Regions from separate parts of the Muntiacus reevesi genome. Here region 1 is linked to region 2. The links are chromatin contacts, called in public Hi-C maps. All regions are on one chromosome and are shown on one strand. The core of a region is the stretch at or near the end of the contact, and the rest is flanking DNA. Distances in the headings are between cores, read along the strand shown.

Region 1 (2,724 bases), core at 18-2,517, 410 kb before region 2:
GTGATTATTACAGACAATTCTGTAATAAGTACATCACAGTGTTACTATCACTATATACTACCTTAAGCTACTTTATCTAAGCGCTCTGCTTAGGTTAAACCAATGAAGATCACAAGGATGTGGCCAAATCCATACATAAGCCACTACACCTGGCACCAAGAGTTCTGCAAGACAGTAAGATTCAGGCCAGGCATGAACAGCGCAAACACTCTGATCTTAAATATACCTCCTTTCTGGCTGAAGGCAGGAATTTCAAAATCCAGCTCTGGGATCCTAGTGGTGGCAGAGTCAGTCTTCACTACTTCTCTATCCATGTCCTGGGCAGAATGAAAGACCTTCAGTCCACAGAAGTCAACAATACTGGAGTCCCCAGCCCAGCTGTTTTCTTTCCTCTCCCCACTGGGGGCAGTCCAGACTGCTCCTGTGGAATAGCACCTCGATGTGAACCAGCCACCCAAATGGCTAGAATACTATTCATAACTACTGCTCATTTGATACCTTCTGATACTACTGCTTCATTTGATACCTTACAAAGCAGGTTCACAAGTCTTACCGCACCTGAGCAGATGATGGCACCAACGCCATTTTACAAAGGAGGAAACTGAGGCTTGGACCCTTAAGTGGATTTATTTGAGGTCCGACCACCTGGACGGAAGCTCCGACTCCAGTCCCCAAGCTTTCTCTAGGACACCAGGGTAACTGCCCTGGGCCCCTCTCACCTCCTGAGCCCTGACAGTCAAAGTGTAGCGCACTCCCTGGTCCTGGATCCTGCCCGCCGACTGGATCTCTGTGTTGTTCCAGCCACAGTGCTCGCAGGAAAAGGAGCTCACGATTATTTCTCTGAAGAAGGGGATCTTGGTGAGCAGGAGGCGCGTCATGCCCTGTGGAAGCAGAAAACAGTTAAGGAGAGTACCAATGAAACTCCCAACCCCCCATCTTTACTGAGCCCCAAGAGTGCCTCGCCTCCAGGTCCCCAGCTGGGCCAGCCTGCCAGGATCGCCGACCCCCGCTCCTCCCCGACTCTGCCCAACCCTCCAGCCGCCCGCGGCCGCTCTCTCGCCTCACATTGCGGTAGCAGTTCATGCACAGCGACTCGATCTCAGTGGGCTGCTGCTCCTCGTCTTCAGCATTGATAGGCCGGAACAAGTGCCCCGGCCCGGGATCCCGAGCCGGGGCGGGCGAGGGAGCGGCAGCCGCCGCCGGGAGCCCAGGCTCTACAGCCCCACCGGCCGACATCACCACGCGAAGATCAGGCCTCAACTTCCGGCTTTTGCCTCCCTCTCTTGGCCCCACCCCTTCCTCCGGCACTTCCGCCAGCTACGCCCACACCCTCCCGCCCCGCCCCTTCTTAAAGAGGCCGCGGACGCCTCTCGGAGACCTATCCGGCCTGGTTTACCGGTCATGCCTTGAGAAGTCAGCTGGGTCCAGGCTTTGTTTCTATTTCATTTCCGGCGTCACTGCCTCCAGAGGGTCTTCTCAGTCCCAGGGCAGTTTTATTGATCCTTTGCAATAGATCCGTCGCACAGGGTTCTAACTGTTGGTCCACAAGTCTAACTACAAGAGCCTTGACCACAAGGGGCCTGGCCATCCATGGGTATCCCCGAGGAGGTGCACTCTGACCTGGATTTGCTTGGATCCACCTTTGGGCCACATGCTGCATCAACTCTAGATCACCCTCCCTTAGTCCCTTGATCACTCTCTCCCTATCTGTTCTTCTCACTCCCTGTTTCTGTCCAAGTAAACCCCTGCCCAAATTCCAGCCGCAAATACACAGCCTTTACCTTTACTCCTGCCGGTCATCCCCACCACATTGGACCTCAGCTGATTCACCCCTCATGGTTTCCTAACAGCCGCCACCAGGAACACCTCTTTGGAGGGTTAAACTTTCCCTAGGCACATTTCCCCCAGTTCAGTTGCTAAATCGAGAGTGTCATGGGAGAGGTCCAGTCTGCAGGCTTATGAAGCCAGACTGAGGTGGGATTCATGCTGTGAGTGTGGCAGTGAGAACCCTGTGCCAGGCAGGTTGAGCTGGAAAAATGCTGCCCAGGATGTCCCAAGGGTACAGGACTGGGTGTGCTCACCCTCTCCTCTTCTTTCCACTTCACCCTCCCTCGATTTCCCAGTGAGCTATAAGGAGTTGGGTTGCTCCCAAGTGGTGAATCTGTACGTAGGGAATGGTGGAGGTGGGGGGATATAAGATTTTGAGGGTTGTCAGTTGAGAAGATTGTCAGTCATAAAAAGAGACATTGTCAAAAAAGAGGCCATTCAAAATCTGGAACAGCAGGGACAACAAAGACTGGCCACCTCAGGAGCCTGTATCTAATGCACACTGTCCTGCGATAAGCAGATGGGTGAGCCATGCAGGTGCAAAGGAAGGGTCTCCAGTGTGCTCAGTTGCATCTTACTCTCTGTGACCCCAAGGACTGCAGCCCGCCAGGCTCCTTTGTCCATGGGATTTCCCAGGCAAGAATACCGAAGCGGGTTGCCGTTTCCTTCTCCAGGGGATCTTCCTGACACAGGGATCAAACCTACGTCTCTCAAGTCTTCTCCATTGACAGGCAGGTTCTTTACCACTAGCGTCACCTGGGAAGCCCAAAGGGTCCCTAGCCCAGGCACAAACAGCCTTCAGCCCAGGCAGAGCAGCAGCCCTCCAAAATTGAACTGGGAGGGGGTCAATGAGAAAGAGTAGCGAGGGACTGGAGAGGGTGACGGGGTGCTTTGGTG
Region 2 (2,807 bases), core at 110-2,609:
GCAGCCTGAGGGCTGCCAAATCATACAGGGGTTCTTCTTCTTGAGTGCCCTTATGGCTCAGGAATTAACTTTTGGAAGTCCTGAATTGCTGACGACTATGGCATCCTTGTTTACTGACATGACAGGAAATATTCCATTTCTCATTTCTTTCTTTCCCTCTTTCTTTTTAGTACTTGTCTATATGCTGGAATTAGAGGGAAATGATATGTTATTTAAAAGGCCACCTGTAGTTCAGAGATGGGTGTGTGAATTGCTCAGTTGTGTTCGACTCTTTGTGACCCATAGACGATAGCCTGCCAAGCTTCTCTGTTTGGAGTTCTCTGGCAAGAATACTGGAGTGGGTTGCCATTCCCTTCTCCAGGGGATTTTTTCAATCTAGAGATCAAACTCGGATCTCCCACACTGCGGGCAAATTCTTTACCATGCGAGCTACCTGGGAAGCCTGTAATTCAAAGATACTCATTACTAAATTTCATGCATTTGTCAATGTTTTTCTATGTATTTGGAAAACTTACTGTTTGTATAGTGTCATACCCTGAATTCTTTGCTTTCATATTCCTAAAAGTCTTAGGCGTCACTTTCCATGGCTTCATGATAATAGTGCACTTAACCACTCCTTCATTGTGGACATTTAAGCTGTTTCCTTTATGCTCTATGTAAGTATCACAGTGATAAGCATATTTGCCCACACAATTTTTTTTTATCTGTATTTCTTATTTCCTTAGAATAGTGCCCCAGAAGTGGAATTACTGGTCAAAGAGTGTAAAGCTCTTTAAGCTTCTTAAGATATGGTGCAAAAATAATTTGTAGAAAAGGTTTCACTAATTTATAAAGTCACTATCTTTCAATGAGCTTTGTAGCTGCCTCATCAGCGAGAAAGGCAAGCTTTGAAAGCATCCTTGAAGCTATGTGGCCGCTGCAGGGAGGCGAGAGGGTTCCTCTAGCGGTTCTGTCTGGGCTCCCCCTCCGCGGGCACTTTCCTAGTTCTTAGAAATTTTTCTTTTCTTAGGATCATTGGAAGAAAAAAAAAGGTCCAGGAGTGTTAGTGGTAATGGCAGCGTTGAAGGGGTGAGGGTAATCCTTATGTTTGAGAAAGAGAATTTGTCAGCGAGAATTCAATTCTTGGAGATCCTTCACGGAGCCATCCATCTAATCCAAAGTGACCTTTCAGAGACGGGAAAGATAATGAAAGAGGAGGCGGCAACAGGATACGAGCGGGAGAAGCCTCCAGCTGGAAAGCGGCGGCCCCTTTAAAACCCAATTCGAGGCCTGGCCCTTTAAATCCGTGTCAGTTTCCCCTGACGTCACCGGGCGGGCCGGCAGTCCTACTGTTTACCGCCCCGCGGCGTCGCTCACTCCCCGGAGTTCAGAGCGCCGAAGCCGCCGCGTCTGCCCGCCCTTAAAGGGCCGGCGCCCGAGAGAACTGGCGGCGCCGCGCGGCGTCGGGTCGCTACCTCCTATCACGCCCCTCACCCTCAGACTCTCCGCCCCTTCGCGGCCGGCCGGGCCACCGGCTTCCCCTCCCTCCCTCGCTTCCCCCTTTCCCCTGCGGCGTCTCCAGGCTCCCAGCAACCAGCCGCCTCCCGGCTGTCACGTCCCCGGCGGGCGCCCACCGAGTCTCCCGGCCGTGCTCGGCCCCTGGCGAGCTGGGGCCCCTTCCTGAGGCCCGTCACCTTTCCCCCGGCCCTCCCGCCCCCGGCCGCCCCGTCCCCTCCCTGGTCCCTGAGAGCGCGTCTGCGGCTCCAGGGAGGGGACGCTTCCTAATCTCAGGCCGGGGTTAAAGTTCTGGTCCTGGTGAGATGCTGGAAGCTGCGGCCCAAGCCCCAACCCGCCCTGGAGGTGTCCTGTCGCTTGCCGCCGCCGCCGCCGCCGCTGCCGCCGCCACTGCCACCCTGCCGGGGCCATGTTCGCCCTGGGCTTGCCCTTCTTGGCTCTCTTGGTGGCCTCGGTCGAGAGCCATCTGGGAGTTCTGGGGCCTAAGAACGTCTCGCAGAAAGACGCGGAGTTTGAGCGCACCTACGTGGATGAGGTCAACAGCGAGCTGGTCAACATCTACACCTTCAACCATACCGTGACCCGCAACCGGGTGAGGGAAGGGGCTGGGCTCCGGGCTGGTGGCGAGTGGGGCGAGCCAGCCGACCAGGGCTCTGTCAGTTCCCAAGAACAGCTGCCCCCCTGGGTTTTCCAGAACCACACTGGACCCTTTTGCCAGTAGTTTCCTCCTGTGCTGGGGATGTTTGTTCTGAAGTTACCCCTTGACGGGTTTCTGAAGTTGCCTCATTTCCCCCCTTCTCTTTTTGATCACTTCCTTTCCATCAGCTCTAGTCTGAGCAGGACTGGCCTTGCTCCCTACCCAACACCCAGAATCTTGACGGTGTTGTGGGTCTGGGAGCAAGGAAGCAGATATGCTACTGGGCTTGGCCTAGAAAACCCCAGGAGGATGAGAGTGGCCCAAGCTGAAATGCTCTGCCCAGCGGTTGGGGGTTGCTTATGGCTGAGACTCCCTGGGGAAATGAATGCAGGACTTTCCAGGCTGCTGTTAACTGCTGGGACCTTCCCAGCCTTCATCCTCCCTTGGAAAGCCAGATGGCCTTGAAAGTTGAAGCTGGTGGGGATACAGCCAACCCCAGGGTGGGTGGGAGGGGAGAGGGAGTTTGCCTACCGTGGAGAAACTTCCCCACTCTGCTTTCTCTTTCATTTCCTCCCCACCTGTGAGCTGAGCTAGGGGCATAGCTGGGTCTGGGAAGTTCAGACCCAAGGTGGGGCTGAAATTGGGAGAACTCTTGCCCCAGCCTGGCTGATGGTCT

Evidence for each region. A called contact is a pair of places that touch in the nucleus more often than the background predicts.
Region 1: a contact with region 2 is called in a Hi-C map of muscle, with 5 times the contacts expected there. The contact joins the promoter of ZPR1 here to the promoter of SIDT2 in region 2. A contact is called at or near these places in 2 of 3 Hi-C or Micro-C datasets (blood and muscle).

What each region holds. Positions count from the first base shown.
Region 1 is chr9:64,318,733-64,321,456 of mMunRee1.1, reverse strand. ZPR1 (ZPR1 zinc finger) reads right to left here and starts at 1,267. Exons shown (of 14, transcript XM_065945237.1): 1 at 1,066-1,267; 2 at 720-881; 3 at 227-317. The coding sequence starts at 1,236.
Region 2 is chr9:63,906,950-63,909,756 of mMunRee1.1, reverse strand. It overlaps SIDT2 (SID1 transmembrane family member 2), which reads left to right and starts at 1,359. Exons shown (of 26, transcript XM_065944517.1): 1 at 1,359-2,086. The coding sequence starts at 1,904.